Linked DNA regions of Zea mays: regions 1 and 2 are each linked to region 3. The links are chromatin contacts, called in public Hi-C maps. All regions are on one chromosome and are shown on one strand. The core of a region is the stretch at or near the end of the contact, and the rest is flanking DNA. Distances in the headings are between cores, read along the strand shown.

The links. Hi-C and Micro-C count contacts between places; a contact is called where the count stands out from the background.
Region 1: a Hi-C map of tassel shows a contact between it and region 3, with 5 times the contacts expected there. The contact joins the enhancer-like site here to the promoter of LOC100272822 in region 3. A contact is called at or near these places in 7 of 25 Hi-C or Micro-C datasets (ear, leaf, leaf mesophyll and 2 more).
Region 2: a contact with region 3 is called in a Hi-C map of tassel, with 3 times the contacts expected there. The contact joins the promoter of LOC100381598 here to the promoter of LOC100272822 in region 3. A contact is called at or near these places in 4 of 25 Hi-C or Micro-C datasets (ear, leaf and tassel).

Annotation. Positions count from the first base shown.
Region 1 is chr2:49,157,451-49,162,447 of Zm-B73-REFERENCE-NAM-5.0, reverse strand. It overlaps the pseudogene LOC103648624. Among protein-coding and RNA genes, the nearest start is that of LOC103646416, 19 kb to the left of the region's middle. Within about 2 kb of position 2,772, at least 17 of the 20 cell types and tissues checked have an H3K27ac peak or open chromatin away from gene starts, as enhancers often do. A contact at or near this core is called in ear, leaf, leaf mesophyll and 2 more, where this site is marked.
Region 2 is chr2:49,432,650-49,437,278 of Zm-B73-REFERENCE-NAM-5.0, reverse strand. It overlaps LOC100381598, which reads right to left and starts at 2,312. Exons shown (of 12, transcript NM_001329499.1): 1 at 1,978-2,312; 2 at 981-1,127; 3 at 780-894; 4 at 598-692; 5 at 417-514. The coding sequence starts at 2,187.
Region 3 is chr2:49,302,773-49,307,689 of Zm-B73-REFERENCE-NAM-5.0, reverse strand. It overlaps LOC100272822, which reads right to left and starts at 3,619. Exons shown (of 3, transcript NM_001147275.1): 1 at 3,172-3,619; 2 at 2,190-2,264; 3 at 1,409-2,060. The coding sequence starts at 3,505. The coding sequence ends at 1,816.

The sequences.
Region 1 (4,997 bases), core at 1,523-4,022, 140 kb after region 3:
ATATTTCCCCACTTAAGTTATCGTGTTATTATATGGTTCTGTCGCAACGCACGGGTACTCACCTAGTACCTTAAAAGGCTTTAAGCTAGTTTCTATTATGGTGCAATCTGAAATTCTGAACGTATCTTGAACTCTTCATGTAAGGCTGTAACATTTGAATCTGTACTGGTAATGCATGCCGTAGCCTCTATCTGAAGCAAATTAGGGAAGTTACTACTTACTAGAATAGAACCCAAATTTTGTATATTAGGTTGTGCTGACAACTTTATTCCTTATTTACCCTTGTTTGACTTTGGGTTTATTTGGGAAGCATGTATTTGCATAGCACTTGAAACCCAGCTACCTTCCAACATATCTGCAAATTCTTAGGGAATATGTGAGTTATCAGTTTTACCAAATTATCTGTGGTTCCAAGCTACATTTATGTCTATGAGGAATATGTTTCTCACGGCACTAAACTTTATTCCATTTTTTATAACACTAAATTTGATAGTCTGGATTCTGGAATATTTATTTTACACATGAACTACATGACCTTTTTTACAACACAGCGATAGGAAAACTGAAATGACACTTTAACTGTTTGTGATAGCTACTTTGTTTGACCTTACATATCCTAAATACCGATTCAGTTTCAATGGCCAAATACTCACAATGTGCCTAGAAAATGTATGTACTCATCCTTATATGGGACTTATAATTTAGGAATTGGAGATCACGGATTAGGACCTACAACTAGTTATTTAATACTAATAAATTCTCGACGTAATTACAACACTAAGATTCAACCATCATGTGTTTATCCATTTTGGCAGGTGAAGCATCCAAGGGTAACGATGTCGACATGGAGGTACGGCGCCCCTGCCCTATGACTTGAGTTAATTTGGTTTCGTTAGTAAAACTCCATGTGCTTGAGACCTCGCAATGTATGTGAAAGAATGAATTGGTCCAAATGCACAAAGTAGTACTTTTCTGCCAAATCCGAAGTTTGTTTGTGTGCATGTTTTAAGATGGTATATATGCTCTCCATGTTTGGGCAGGGTTGATTGATTGGTATATATGCTCTCAAGTAAGGAAACACAGAACGCATGCAAAAATATCCAGGCTGTGATGCTAGCGAACCTGGGTCCTCAAGTTTTTTCTGCATCGGAACTCAGAAGAGCCTTGTGTATTTTTTCTGAAGTTTCTGTCCCTCTCGGGTTTTTTGGAGGTCTGTTCCTCTCTTTTGGCCATCGTTTGGTCCTGGAGTCAGTCACTCACTACCAAGTGTTTCAGAGGTCTGAACTGGTGAGCATCCAGATCTGTTGTTGCTTTTTATTTTCTTCTTCTGTGCTTTAGAGGCATCTTTGTACAACGATGGACTTGTGTGAATTTGTGATATGAACATATATCCATGTGTTTGAAATCTGTATTGTATGTGATATTCTGTGTTGCATGTGATATTATGTGTGTCTAATTTTTCATTTCTGTATTTTTTATTTTTTTCTGGAAAAGAGTTAAGAACGTGGGTACCCACGTTCTTAAGTTTAAGAACGTGGGTACCGTCGAACTTAATGGGAAGCCCTCGCAGACCCACGCAGGACCAATAAGTTCGACGGCCACGTGGCCCCGTCGAACTTAAGGTTAAGAACGTGGGTGCCGTCGAACTTATGGGAAAGAATTCGACGGCCCCGTCGAACTTAAAAACCCACGTTCTTAACCTTAAGTTCGACGGTACCCACGTTCTTAATGTTAAGTTCGACGGTACTCACGTTCTTAACCTTAAGAACGTGGGGGCCGTCGAACTTACTTCTTTAAGTTCGTCCAAAAATCGCCGTCGGCTATATTCGTCGGTAAACCCACGTTCTTATGGTAAGTTCGACGACCTATTACATTAAGTTCGACGGTTTTTTCACCCACATTCTTTAACCAGTTTCTTGTAGTGCTCTTAGGCATTTAATCCTTCTAGTAGTAGACCAGTAATACTAATAGTATATATATTATGTGGATACTCTCAAGACGGTGGCCTAGTTCTGTATACGCACATCGGCTGTTACCTGTTAGAGCATCTCCAAGAGCTATCCATAAAACGACTCCTCAAAATCAGTTTTAAGGGACATCTAAATAATAAGTGGGGGTAGATTTTAATCCTTTCTCCAACAGATCCCTTAAAGTGGTAGATTGTTTCTGGTGAGCCCAAAAACCCCCTCATTTGTAGTTACAAATGAGGGAGTTTTAAGGGCTATGAAAAAGTTAGGAGCGCTTTAGGGAAACTGTTGGAGACATGTTTTTGTGTTTTTCCAAAAAAATAGATTTAGGGGAGACTTATGGGGAGCTTTTGGAGATGCTCTTAGTCTGAAAGTGGACCAGCCATCCCCTAGAATCCCAGTCCCAGACCAATGGTGCAGCGAACGAACCAAAGCTCAAAAGCCTCTAGAAACACGGGATCTAATTTGACAATTAAAAACTGCAACAGTGATGAAAGACTTTGCTATTGTAGATTCTCTTGCAAATTGCAATTGGCGTCGCAGTAATTCCGCGGAGAGGAGAAGGAGGGAACAGAAACACAAAAGAAAGAAATAAAAAGGGCATGGTCCATTGAGAATGGTGGGTTCCTCAACAACAACAAAAGGGGGCCTTTTTAGCAGGTGAGACACCACACCACATGCCGGAATATAGAGGGGCAGTTTCAGAAGAAGAAAAAAAGCATCATGGTGTCACCCCCCGTCACTGTTCACCCCCTTTCGGTTTTTGATCCGTGTCTTGGGGCTGCTTTGCTTTGCCTGGGCCACTGCGGCACTGGCATGCGGGCCATGCGATGTTATGGTGGTTGGATTGGTACATGCCACCGGTGTCGCTGTAGTAGGATCTGGCGAATTTCCAAGGATCCTGAGAGACAGAGAGATCATGGGCATGTGACAGCTACAAATACGATAACTCTCGTCGCCATGTGGACGCCGATCCGCTTGCCCTGCAAGCAAGGGCATTTTCGTGACAGATAAGGTTCTTTTTTGCGCAGCAAACATGACATATAATAACTATATATGATTTTGTTGCCCATATATTATAATTAACTGAGTGTAAATTAATTATTTAAAGCCGTAAATTAACTTAACTAAAAAAATTATCAATTATAAAGTTGAATAACTTTTGAAGTTGTACAACTTTTATTTTGATACATTTTCTATCCGAGATCGTTTGCAAAACTTTCATTTTGAATTTGACAAGCTCGGATGCAACTTTTGAGAGCTAAGATGATTTCAAATAAAAACGTTGTCAACTACAAAATTTCGTAACTTTTTGAGATGTACAACTCATAAAATTAAAGATAAAAATGATTTCTAGTAACGGTTACTTAAGAAAACCGCCACTAGAAACAAACCGTCTGTAAAAATATGATTTCTAGTAACGTTTTTTAAGGATCCGTTACTATAAATAGCGCTTACAGTTAATAACCGAAACCATCTGTAAAAAATTATATACTACTACATGGTTTGAGTTCTTTTCTACCGGTGAAGGCGACCGAAAACAAAATATGGTACTGATTCAGTGCTCCATTAGTGCGACTTGTGTATGTTTGGGAACAGCCCATGAATATGCTCCGGCATGAAATCGTGCCTCGTCAGAATTCCAACAATCGGAGGTCTCTGCAGTGGCACAATAAAGAAACTAGCTATCAGATAGAGTTTGTCACACACACACACACACACACAAAATGAGAGCTGTCAAAAGAATGGCCAGCACTGCAATATTTGATCTCTAGAGAAAGATTCGAAGAGTGAGAGCTCACCCCTGGGGTCTTTGGCACAGCGAGCAGGTGCCTTTAGTCCCAGAGCACAGAAAAGGACGGCGGCCTTTGCAAGTGCCATGGTCTCGACCACCGTGTACGGTGACGTATTTGTAATTGGATGGAGATCGACGTACATGTCCATCTCCTCATCAGAGAAATCCAGGTTCTCAATCTTCAGACCCTTTCCTGAACCGCGCTTGGCAAACTCGAAGGCACCAAATCTTTGAAGCACGGAGCTACCGCTGGTCTTCACCTTCTCTTTCATGAAGCCCTTGCCTTTTAGCATGACTAGCAGGTGGGGATCTAAGCACAAGCCTAACGAGTTCTGGAATCTGGAGCCTCTGATAGAGGTGGCTCGTCGACCACTGGAACCCCATTGTGGCCTGTGATCCTCAACGCCTGAACGATATTCCCCACTCTCTCGACGCCGGCCTGAAAAGAAGATCGGTGGCCCAGACACAACATCGCCAGCAACCAAGGTGCCTCATGTATGGTTCGACATGAGCTCCAGAAGTATCACACAGACTGACACAGTCATCCTCATTGTTTCGCCGATCGAGGAAAGATGTCGCGCCAAGAAGTGCGAACAGTCCAGGATCATGGTCCGATATCAGACCACAAGAAGGGTCCCCACTATGCGCCTGCATGTATGTAGCCCCAGCAAGTATAGCAGTGAAGAATACGAAAAGAGTGGACATGTGGAACACGTTCTTGGTGCCACTGGTGAATAGATTGCGGATGGCATCATCATTTGTGTTGAAGAACAACGCTGCAAGGCCATTGTAATAGTCCGGCGGGAACTGAAAATTCTTAAAATTCCCCAGACCAGCCAATTGTAAGGCATTCCTCCACGGCATCAGCAGGGCACGGAGTGCATGGAGCAAGCCACGGTAACCCATAGCACTTGTGATAAAGTATCAAATCAACCCAGCTGTTGTTGCATTAACGTTCCTGGACTAATTAACTTCCTTCTTTATTACTGATGAGGGGGTTACATATATATATATACAAAGGGGAAGGGTGCCTTATGGACAGACATAACTATTCACCAAAGCAACTGTTGTCCCTTGAAATTAGATCACATGGTTTATTTTCTAACACTCCCCCTTATTAATTCTAATTTTATTTGATCATCCTTCAACTGTTCTTCAAAGATATGTGATTAAGAAATCTAAGATTAAGTTGTTCTCCATTCCTCCTTAAAAACCCAGTGAAAAAAAATAAGAAG
Region 2 (4,629 bases), core at 1,063-3,562, 130 kb before region 3:
CTTAGCAGTATCGCCTTGTGATTACCATATGATGCAAACAGCTTCTATATCAAATTGGACGAGGGTTGTAAGTGGCCCTCAGAAAAGTTGGTACGTTATACAAACTCTTGATTCAGAAATTCTTATTCATTGTAATAACATCGATCTTGTTTAAAATAAATGCTACACTGGAGACTGAAAGTATTTTGTCACCAACTGGAAATTGTATAACGGGGCATATGTCCAATTTAGTACTTCATGGTAATGTGGTAACTATCAAGGCAAGGTAAAATGATTAATAGCTAAGCTGTCAAAAGGGCAGGGTGAGAGGGGTGGATCATGTGCCAATGTTGCAACATATTGAAAGGAACATAAATCTCAAGCAAGTAAAATCAGTACAAATCAAACTTAGAAACAGAGCTTGATTTTGTGAATACCGTGTGAAATCTTCAACAAGATTTATTGTTACATTTGGTTTCCAATAAGATATATATTCAGTCGGACCCTCATCTTTATCCTCAGATTCTTTATTCTCCTGCAGATCAAGTAAGAATTTTGTTAGCTTGGAAGATACAAGGAATACCATAAATTTGAGCGACAAAGGATGAAAACAATAACCTTATTGCGCGGTGCTTTCTCTTCAGGCTCTTCTGAATCTCCAAGCAAGCTCTTCTTTTTACCAGCTTTTGATTTTGGCAAGAATGCCACAACAGCTAAAGGACAGGTACAATGTAATCAGTATTACATAAGTATGCGAGATCATATAAAGGAAGATCATGCTGGAAAACAATAATACATACGATGGGTCCTCCCAAACGAAGATTTCTGCTCATATTCTGGATCTGTAGGGTCCACAGGATAACCCGAACGGGCGAAGTAAACATGAGCATACAAAGAGCCATTATGCTTGAGAGCCTGTAACAGTACATACACAAAATTTAAAAGAAATAGACCATAAATGCATGAAATAATGTTTAATGTTACTGCAGTTAGTAGCCTACCTCTGACGGATAGTACGTTAATGACCGTGTTCTAGTACTGGTAGGTCCCCAGACTGCATATGGTATGTTTGCCTCGTGCCAAATAAGTGCATCCTCATTAGCAAAATCGTTGAACTTCTCGTTCTCTGACAAATACATCCACATATCCTGCAGCAAAATAGCCACAATGCACTTGGTGTTTATAGAAATTCAAAAATGGCTACTGGCCCAGGGAAGGCCTAACGAATGAACTCTGCACTATACATTTTGTCGAATATGCTGATACTACAGCAACAAAATCCACATGGTACAATTACAGAGTTTGAAAACTGAATCCAACAGCCAACCTTGAACACACCAAACCTAATCTAAACAACTAGGAGATATTTCCATTCCAGCATAAACATAACGAACAACCCCTCCTCTGTCCCAAATAGATTATTCAAAAGTCAAAACCCTAGCTTAAACACTACAAAAGTTCTAAACATAAAGTCACCAATAGCACTGCACCTACATGTTCACACAACTTGCTGAATTCAGCAGCAGCATGTCATGACCAAAGTTCACAAAACTTCTAGGGTTTATACTATTTCTGAAAAAATCATTAGCAACAATCAGCTTAGCCTCCTGAGATCCAATTAACACACCCAAAGCGCTATCCTTTTTTATCACAATAAAAGGAATGTTGGTGATGCAGAACACCAATATGAGGTGATCACTAGGCCTGAAAATATCTCCCTTGCACTCGAACAAGTAAAAACAAACGCTTCTGCGTCCGCTAAGTAGTCAATTCCTCTTGCGAACAGCACCCATGAGTGCCCCTAACAACTACAGCTTCCGGATCACAGCAACCAAAGGAAAGGTCAGACAATTAAATCCTAAAATTACCTTGACATCAGAACAAACATAACCAAACTACCCGCACTACAGAACCTAAACCCACTGACGAGCAAGCCGCGATCGACCTAAGACGCATCTTCGAACCGAAATCTCGCAAGATGGCCGAGGACGTTCTCACCATTGGCTCGCCCTTCTGGAAGAGGTTGGACATGAGCATCCCGGGGTCCGCGGGTGGGCGCTTGGGCCCGAAGAACTTGGACGCAAAGTACCAGAACACCGCCATCCGCACGATGCCTGCGATGCTCTGCCCCAGGCCGCCCTGGCGCCCCGCGGGGCCGCGACCCTGCGGCTGCGCCGCCGCGGCCACCGTCGCCGCCGGCTGCGACATGGCCGCCGGCGAAACTGGATCGGAGCCGAGGAGGGGCGCCTAGATGGGACTGTAGAGGAGGTTTTTCGGTTTGTGTTTTTCTCGATTGCGTGATGCGTTCGGAATTTTTAACCGGGGGCGGTTTTGCGTTACTTTACATCTGATTTTACAGATAAGGGCGTCAGTTGTTCCGTAATTGACTCCCTGTTCTGTTTGTGCTGCCAGCGGTTGGCCCGTTGCCGATTGGCTTTGTGCTTTGGAGTAATTCTTGAGGACTTCGGGGCCTGTTAGAGATGGAAGCACAATATGTGCTGCAGCTGGGATTTGCATAACGAGGCATGTGGCCATCCTGATGGGAAGCAAAATGCTAGACGTACACGTACCACTGTGGCAGTGGCAGCTCCTGAAAAGCAAAGTATTGCCGACTCGAATAAATAAAAATAATTGAAGTGACATTATTACATACAGAGAAAATAAGTGTAGCTATGGTATTTATACCGGTAAAACTTTCTTAAATTAATTAGCAATATTTGTATCTAAAAATAAGTTTATTATAAAATTAAATTCAACGGTCTATCTACTAGTTATATATTATAAATATTAATGTTTTATACTCCATCTATTCACAAGTATATTACGCGGTTGATTTTTTCAAAAGATTAATCACTCATTTTATTTGAAATGTAAAATGTTAAGTCACGCTTGATAAAATAAATTATAACAAAATAAATGATATGTCATGTTTTTTAGTAAGCCGAATGATTACAATTTTGGGGAAAAGTCAAGTAGAGAGTATATATTTGGTCAAAGTTAAAAATATTTACTTCTCAAAAAGCGTGAACGATATTTGGAACAGAGAAAGTACATTAAGATTAATGTTCCAATGTTTGCCTCCTCACTCGGTAGCACCCTTTATGGCGTGTATAGAGGTTTAGGTGATATTAATAGTTTAGGAGAGGTATCACGTATAATTTTATCTAACCTGAAAGAAAATTACAAAGACATCGTCTAGTAAGTATGAGAAAAAACTTTCTTAGTGTTAGTTTGGAAACTCTATTTTTCCAGTAAAAAATAACTAATTTCTCTTGAAAGATATAAAACCCTTGGAAAAAATTAGGTTTCTAAACTAGCCCTTAGACAACTTTCGCACTATAGAGGTATCGTCTATTGTATTACATATGAACACATATCATTCAACAATTGAATACTCTTTAGACTACTATATTCACATAGTCGCTTGTCTATTACTATAGAGTATCTGGTTAACACGGTATTGTCTTAAAGATTATGGTTGCCTGAACAATTATACATATCCTTATGTATATAACAACAGGTAGTGCAAAAATGTGTACATCTTACCTTATGCTACAGAATATCGTATCTTGGCTAAATTGGATGCACCTTAGTAGAAACATAAATATAAAATGTATGGGATCGAATCATCATCACAAAAAAGGACATGCGATTCATCACATTAGGAAGACAGGCACCATCTTTTGTTTTCAAACTCTCAAGCGTTACTCTATGGTAAACTATAGGTTTATATTTATGTTATGGGTTGCAGAGGCCGTCCTTAACATATGCACAGTTCTTCCTCTTGTTTATCTGGGAATTGAAGAACACTTATATCTTTTCCAGTGAGAGGTTATTCATTCAGTGAGTGATTCATCCAACATCTAGTGACAAAAAAATGATGGTCCACATATATATGGAGGTTACTCCTGAAAGTCTGCAATTGCCCTAACACTCCTTTTTATCACAACTCGTCACCCTTTTTCAATGAACATTCAATCACATAAGGTTATTCCCAGTCCAAAGTATTATACTCAAATATCCAAGAATGTCATATAGGATGAACAATATGATACTGATACAAGATACACTCTCCACATTGTATAGTATCATACTTATGTTTTTATTATTTAATTGGTATGATGTTGTGTCTATTAGAATGGACCCAAGCATTATTTTTTTGCCACAACCTAAGACATCATGCCAAAACAGCATCTTACTTAAGATACAATTTTTCTCTCCCTCCTATTAAATAGCTTAACACATCACGAAAAAATCCTATGTGCCATCTTATTAATGTGTATGATACTGCCCACTAGGAATAGCCTAAATTCTCCACTCACTCCCCTAGAAAAAGCATAACTCTACTTGGTTAACATTTTCCTTAGAACCGTTGTCGTTACGGTTGTGGGTTTTCCTCTTTCTAAACACTGTAGAGAGGGTGTTTTTGAAAGCAAAATATTTTTATATGTTTATATACCATGATATTTTTCCCAATAGGTATTTGGCTACCTTATACAAAATTCTACCTTTAATACCATAGTTTAGTAGTTATCATGGAATTTTTAGAGTATCCACTCTAACCTAAAGTTTTTATCTATGACTAGCTTCTAGCACATGTATACCAAATATCATGATTTGAGATACTTGTCTCCAAAAATATTGCTTGGA
Region 3 (4,917 bases), core at 2,370-4,869:
AATACAATTTTGAACTAACAAAATTAAGGGCCTTGTTAGTTTGTGAAGCAAGTATTAGAGCCATGATCTATTACCACCTCTAGCCATAATCATCATGTCCTGGTGTATCTAGAGATGCAGAAATAATTGGATTTTTGAAGCTATTCCACCTACAACGGGTACAGAGTAAAGCCCGCGATGGCGAATAGCATCAGACATTGGCTACAACAAATATAAACAACTAGTGCATAGAGCTAGCTCCCTACCCTCCCCCATTTCCCCCTCCTCTCTGTAAACTTTAAATATTTTTCTATAAACTTTAATGAATGATAACCGTAGAGATCACTCCCTACAATAATTTCCTCAAAAAATTAAAGGAAAATCACATGATTTAAATAAAAATAACTAGGAATAAAAATAATAAAATTACAAAGTTCTTAAAGAAATATATAGTACTACTTCTCGTCAGCATCCTCCTCCTCCATCTCTTCTATATTTTGTTGTTTAGCTAGTTTTAATTGTCTGATCATTTTTTACAGCCAACATGTGGCTTCTTTTCATATCATCTTCCATAATTCCATGATTCATAATTTATTATTTCCGACGCCTTGGTTATTGCTGACGCCCAAACATAGTCGACTTATACTCGACGACAAACGTTTAGATATAGCCCTCTTATATCCGATGACCAATTGTACCATCGGACATAAGTGTAGTGGGGGTGGGCTTGTCGCCGTTAGGTCCGTTATAGCCACTGTTATCACCGACGGGAACGTCTTAGGAGTTTGCTAGTGTAGTTTGAAGGAGGTACTTTTTAGTTATTTTTAATTGGTTAATTAATAGATAAACATATTCATGTGAAAAGAATCAAATGCGATGAAAGCCACTAATTAAGGGATGGAGCCACGGACTATATGTTTAAGTTTTCAATACAAAACTGTACAACTACTGAAACTACGTCGACAATTCATTCAGGTTCGGACTTCTAAATTTCAGACAAACGGGAAAGAGATGACATACTTCCATAAAATAGTGAAACTATATTGTTGACGATTCATTCATGTTTCTACAAAGTTTGTCGGCAGTACCACATACATAGCAGTCCACATGAAATCCATCATCCAAAAAGGTTCAAAAGCACTGCTGGTAAAACCATGACCAACACAACAATATGCAGGGGGAATATTAAGCTACGACGAGATAATTAGATTAGATAGGACATGCTACAGGTAAAATTAGACTATGACCATTAAGCATCAACTTATCATCAGCAACAAACGAGAAAAAACACAAGCAGAGCCAAAAACTTCACTACAACAAGCAACATGGGATCAGAAACAGAAACAATAATAAGCTAAGATAAAAATAACGAGCCATGTGTATCTAAGTTCACATTCCATTACCATGTGCATATATCATGAGCAAGAAAAAAAATAAGGTCCAGATCGAACCATCCAAGATTTATTCCATCACCATCCATCCGAATTCCGAAACCATAGTTCAACTACGGAGACAAGATTAACCAACCAAAAAAAGCAGTGTTCCCCTCGGCCACAGTCCATTCTCTTATTAGATCGACTCACTTCGTCCAGGCAAGTGATCGATCTATGGGTCGACACCAAGCAGAAAAAACGCCAGACCAGCCATCACGTTACTATACTGAGATGCAACAGAACTACGATGACCTAGTGGCACTAGCTACCACTGGTGATGATACTACTACTACTGCCAAAGGGGGATCTTGAAAACGAGTTGCACTACGACTTCTGCTGCTGCTACGGGCTCTATCCAGGCACCGGCGATGGTTGGCGGCCGGCCGGGCCGGCGCCGTGAGGCTCATTCGAGGATGGTGATAACGGCGATGACGAAGATGACAATCGTGGAGGAGACGACGACGCACCCGTTGTCGGAGCCAGAGTGTGGTGGCGTGGGAGTCGTGGGCGCGGCGGCCGGCGCCAGCGTGGAGAAGTTGGCGGCCGAACTGGTGGGGATGGCCTTGCCGTGGGCGGCGGCGACGCCAGGCTGCTGCTGGGGCGACGGGGACGGCTTCTCGCTTTGTGGCGGAGGGGGAGGGGCCTCGCCTGCCAAACATCGCAACAGAAAATTATGCACAGCACGGATTAGTCCAATTCTCGCATCAATCAAACAGAGCGCGCGAAAAGTTAAAGCGGAAATAGCACAGAGCAGACTAGGTGACAGCGGCTTCGTACGTGTTGGCTGCTTGAGGCGGGGCGCGGCGGGCGGCGGCGGGGCGATAACAGGAACGGTGGCGGGAGGTGACGGACCTGCAGGCAATAGCACGTGATTTTAAGTTTTTAACAGCGTTATAGTCCGCCCAGACATGCAATAATTTCACGTTCAAAAATAAAACAACAAGAGTGATAATTAGTGCAAGGGCAGTATCGTCTCTCGCGTAGAAAAGCATGCGACGCGGCGCCATTTCGTGCGGGCCAAGAAAACAAACGGGCAAGAGAAACGGGGCTGGTCTTTGCCGGCATCCTGAAAGGCTGCAGCGCTGCTGCAGGTTCTGCAACCGGCTTGCAGCCTGCTCCTGCAGAGGCCAGAGCCCAGAGGGCAGTTACTCTCTATGTTCAGAATTCAGGCCAGCAAACTTTCGAGCAACAAAGAACAAGCAGACAATGACGCAAAAAGGAATAAGTGAAAAAGAAACGCAGCGTCCGTGCGTCGCTTAATACTAAAGCAAATGTATATTTCAGTAAGCAAAAACATCAGAAACGGGTCACGTGATCAATGGGGCAAAACAAGCCCAGAGAAGGCAACCAATTAAACGAACAAACTTTTTCAAAATTCAGGCCAAATAGAATAGGCTAAAAAACACGAGTCGCGCGCGTATGGACTATGGAGCCACTGGTGATCTCGCCCCAAATATGCCCACCCAGTAGTAGCGCTCTTGCGAAGAAAAATCGAACAAACTTTATCAAGACGTACGGTACGGGTTCGTCGCCACAGCGGAAGACGGGAACTCGCAACGAAATACCATGACACAAAAACGCACGCCAAAAGCTCAAAAACCAAATCCGAAGACACAGTAGAACAGTACACTAGGATCACGGCAGACCACCACTCGATCCGAGCGAACACACACCCTCGCGCACACACCGCACTCACGCGCACAGGTCACGCACGCACAGAGAGAGAGAGAGAGAGAGAGAGAGTGCGACCGTGATGTACCTTGGCAGGCGGCAGCGAGGTGAGCGCCCACGGTGTGTTGTCCTCCGCAGGAAGCGTAGAGCGCGAGGAGGTGGGTGGCGTTGAGGCGGGCGAGGACGAGCTGCGGTTGGGCGGCGACGCGGCAGAGGCAGGGGACGCCGCCGCCGAGGTCGACGGAGGCGATGATCGGCTCGCAGCAGGGCGCCGTGGGCATGTCCGGCATGCAGAAGAGCGCGATCTGGGTGGCGATGATGGAGGGGTCGCACACCGGCTGCGCCTCGGCTCCCGTGGCAGCAGCCGCCGCCCAGGCGACGAGGCCGAGCAGCAGCGCGAGGTGGTAGAGGCGGAGCTCCATGGGTGGTGTTGGTGGGGATGAGACCTCTCGCTGGCTCGCTCGCTAGGGTTTAAGGGCGGAGGGCTCAGGGCTCCTCAGTGTGGCGTGTGTGGGTGTGTGTGGAGGACAGTTGTGGATGGAGAAGGGAATGAAACAGAAATGAGTGGGGCGCATCTTTTATGGGCGGAACGGAGGAGCCGAGCTGGTTGGTGCCCCTGTTGCTTCCAGACGCCCAGAGAACGAGGTGTGCGTCGTGGGCTGGGCCGTAAACTAAGAGGCTCAGAGTGCGTTTGGTCCCTGCAATGCACAACGCCCCAACCAGACCCCGGCGATGCAATGGCCAATGGCCACAGCAGGTTCGTGTAATGCAAAACCAGTCCGCCAGCCAGACTCGCCGCCCGCGGCGGGCGGGAAAAAAATTCTTCATTCCTCCGGCGCAGCGCCTGGCTCGCGACGCGTGATGCCGTGTGATGCCCACCAAAGCACAGAGACAGAAGAAAATAGCCAGACGCGGCAGCGAAGTCTGGCAAGTGACAACCGAACACTGCACATTCCTCCCCTTGCATTGGGCTTGGCCAGCCGGAGCCTGGCTCCCAGGCGCTAGACAGGCTGAGCAAAAGAAGAAACAACCCGACCCGCTTCACATCGATCGGACACCCCCATTTGCTGCTCCTTCGTTCGACACGACTCACATGCGCGGTGCGTGCATGAAGTGGGCTGCCCGCTATGATTGGCAATGGGCCGGTTCAGGACGGGTCCGCAGGTTTCGAACCGGTAGAGTAATATTTGGGGAGCAACCCCTCCAACAGCTCCCCTACCGTCTACCCCGTAGGCTTTGTTTGGGTGTAGAGGGATTGAAATGGATTGAGGTGTATTGAAGGGGATTGAAAGAAAAATTAGTTCATATTACACTTCAATACACCACATACCACCTCAATCCACTCCAATCTGAGATTACCCAAACAAGCATGTAGGGGGAGACTGAAGAAACTCCCCACATATGGGGTGAGTTCTAATCTCCCCTCATACTTTAATCACTATATTTCTATGTAATATTAACATATTTAAGTACGATAATATGAAAATAATGTGCATTATGGTAGTATAAATAGTTTATGATTTTTTCAAACTTCAAAAACTGATGTAAAAATGTCAAATAACTAAATTATAATATATATATATATATTGGGAGCTGGATAGAGTGAATGATTGTAGACGTTCTAAATGTGAAGGGAATATCTTTTGAGTGATGTAGTAAAATATGATAGAAAGTATAGATAAGGAGAGAAATATGGGGGGATAGTTGGAGATGATCTGAGCGTCTCGGAGGCTGTCGCGGAGGCAATGTGTGCACATCACGCCGTTGCAGCCCTGCTCCTAGCTCCCGTCCACGGCAGTGGCGGGCCCAGGATTTAGAGAGTGGGTATTCGAAT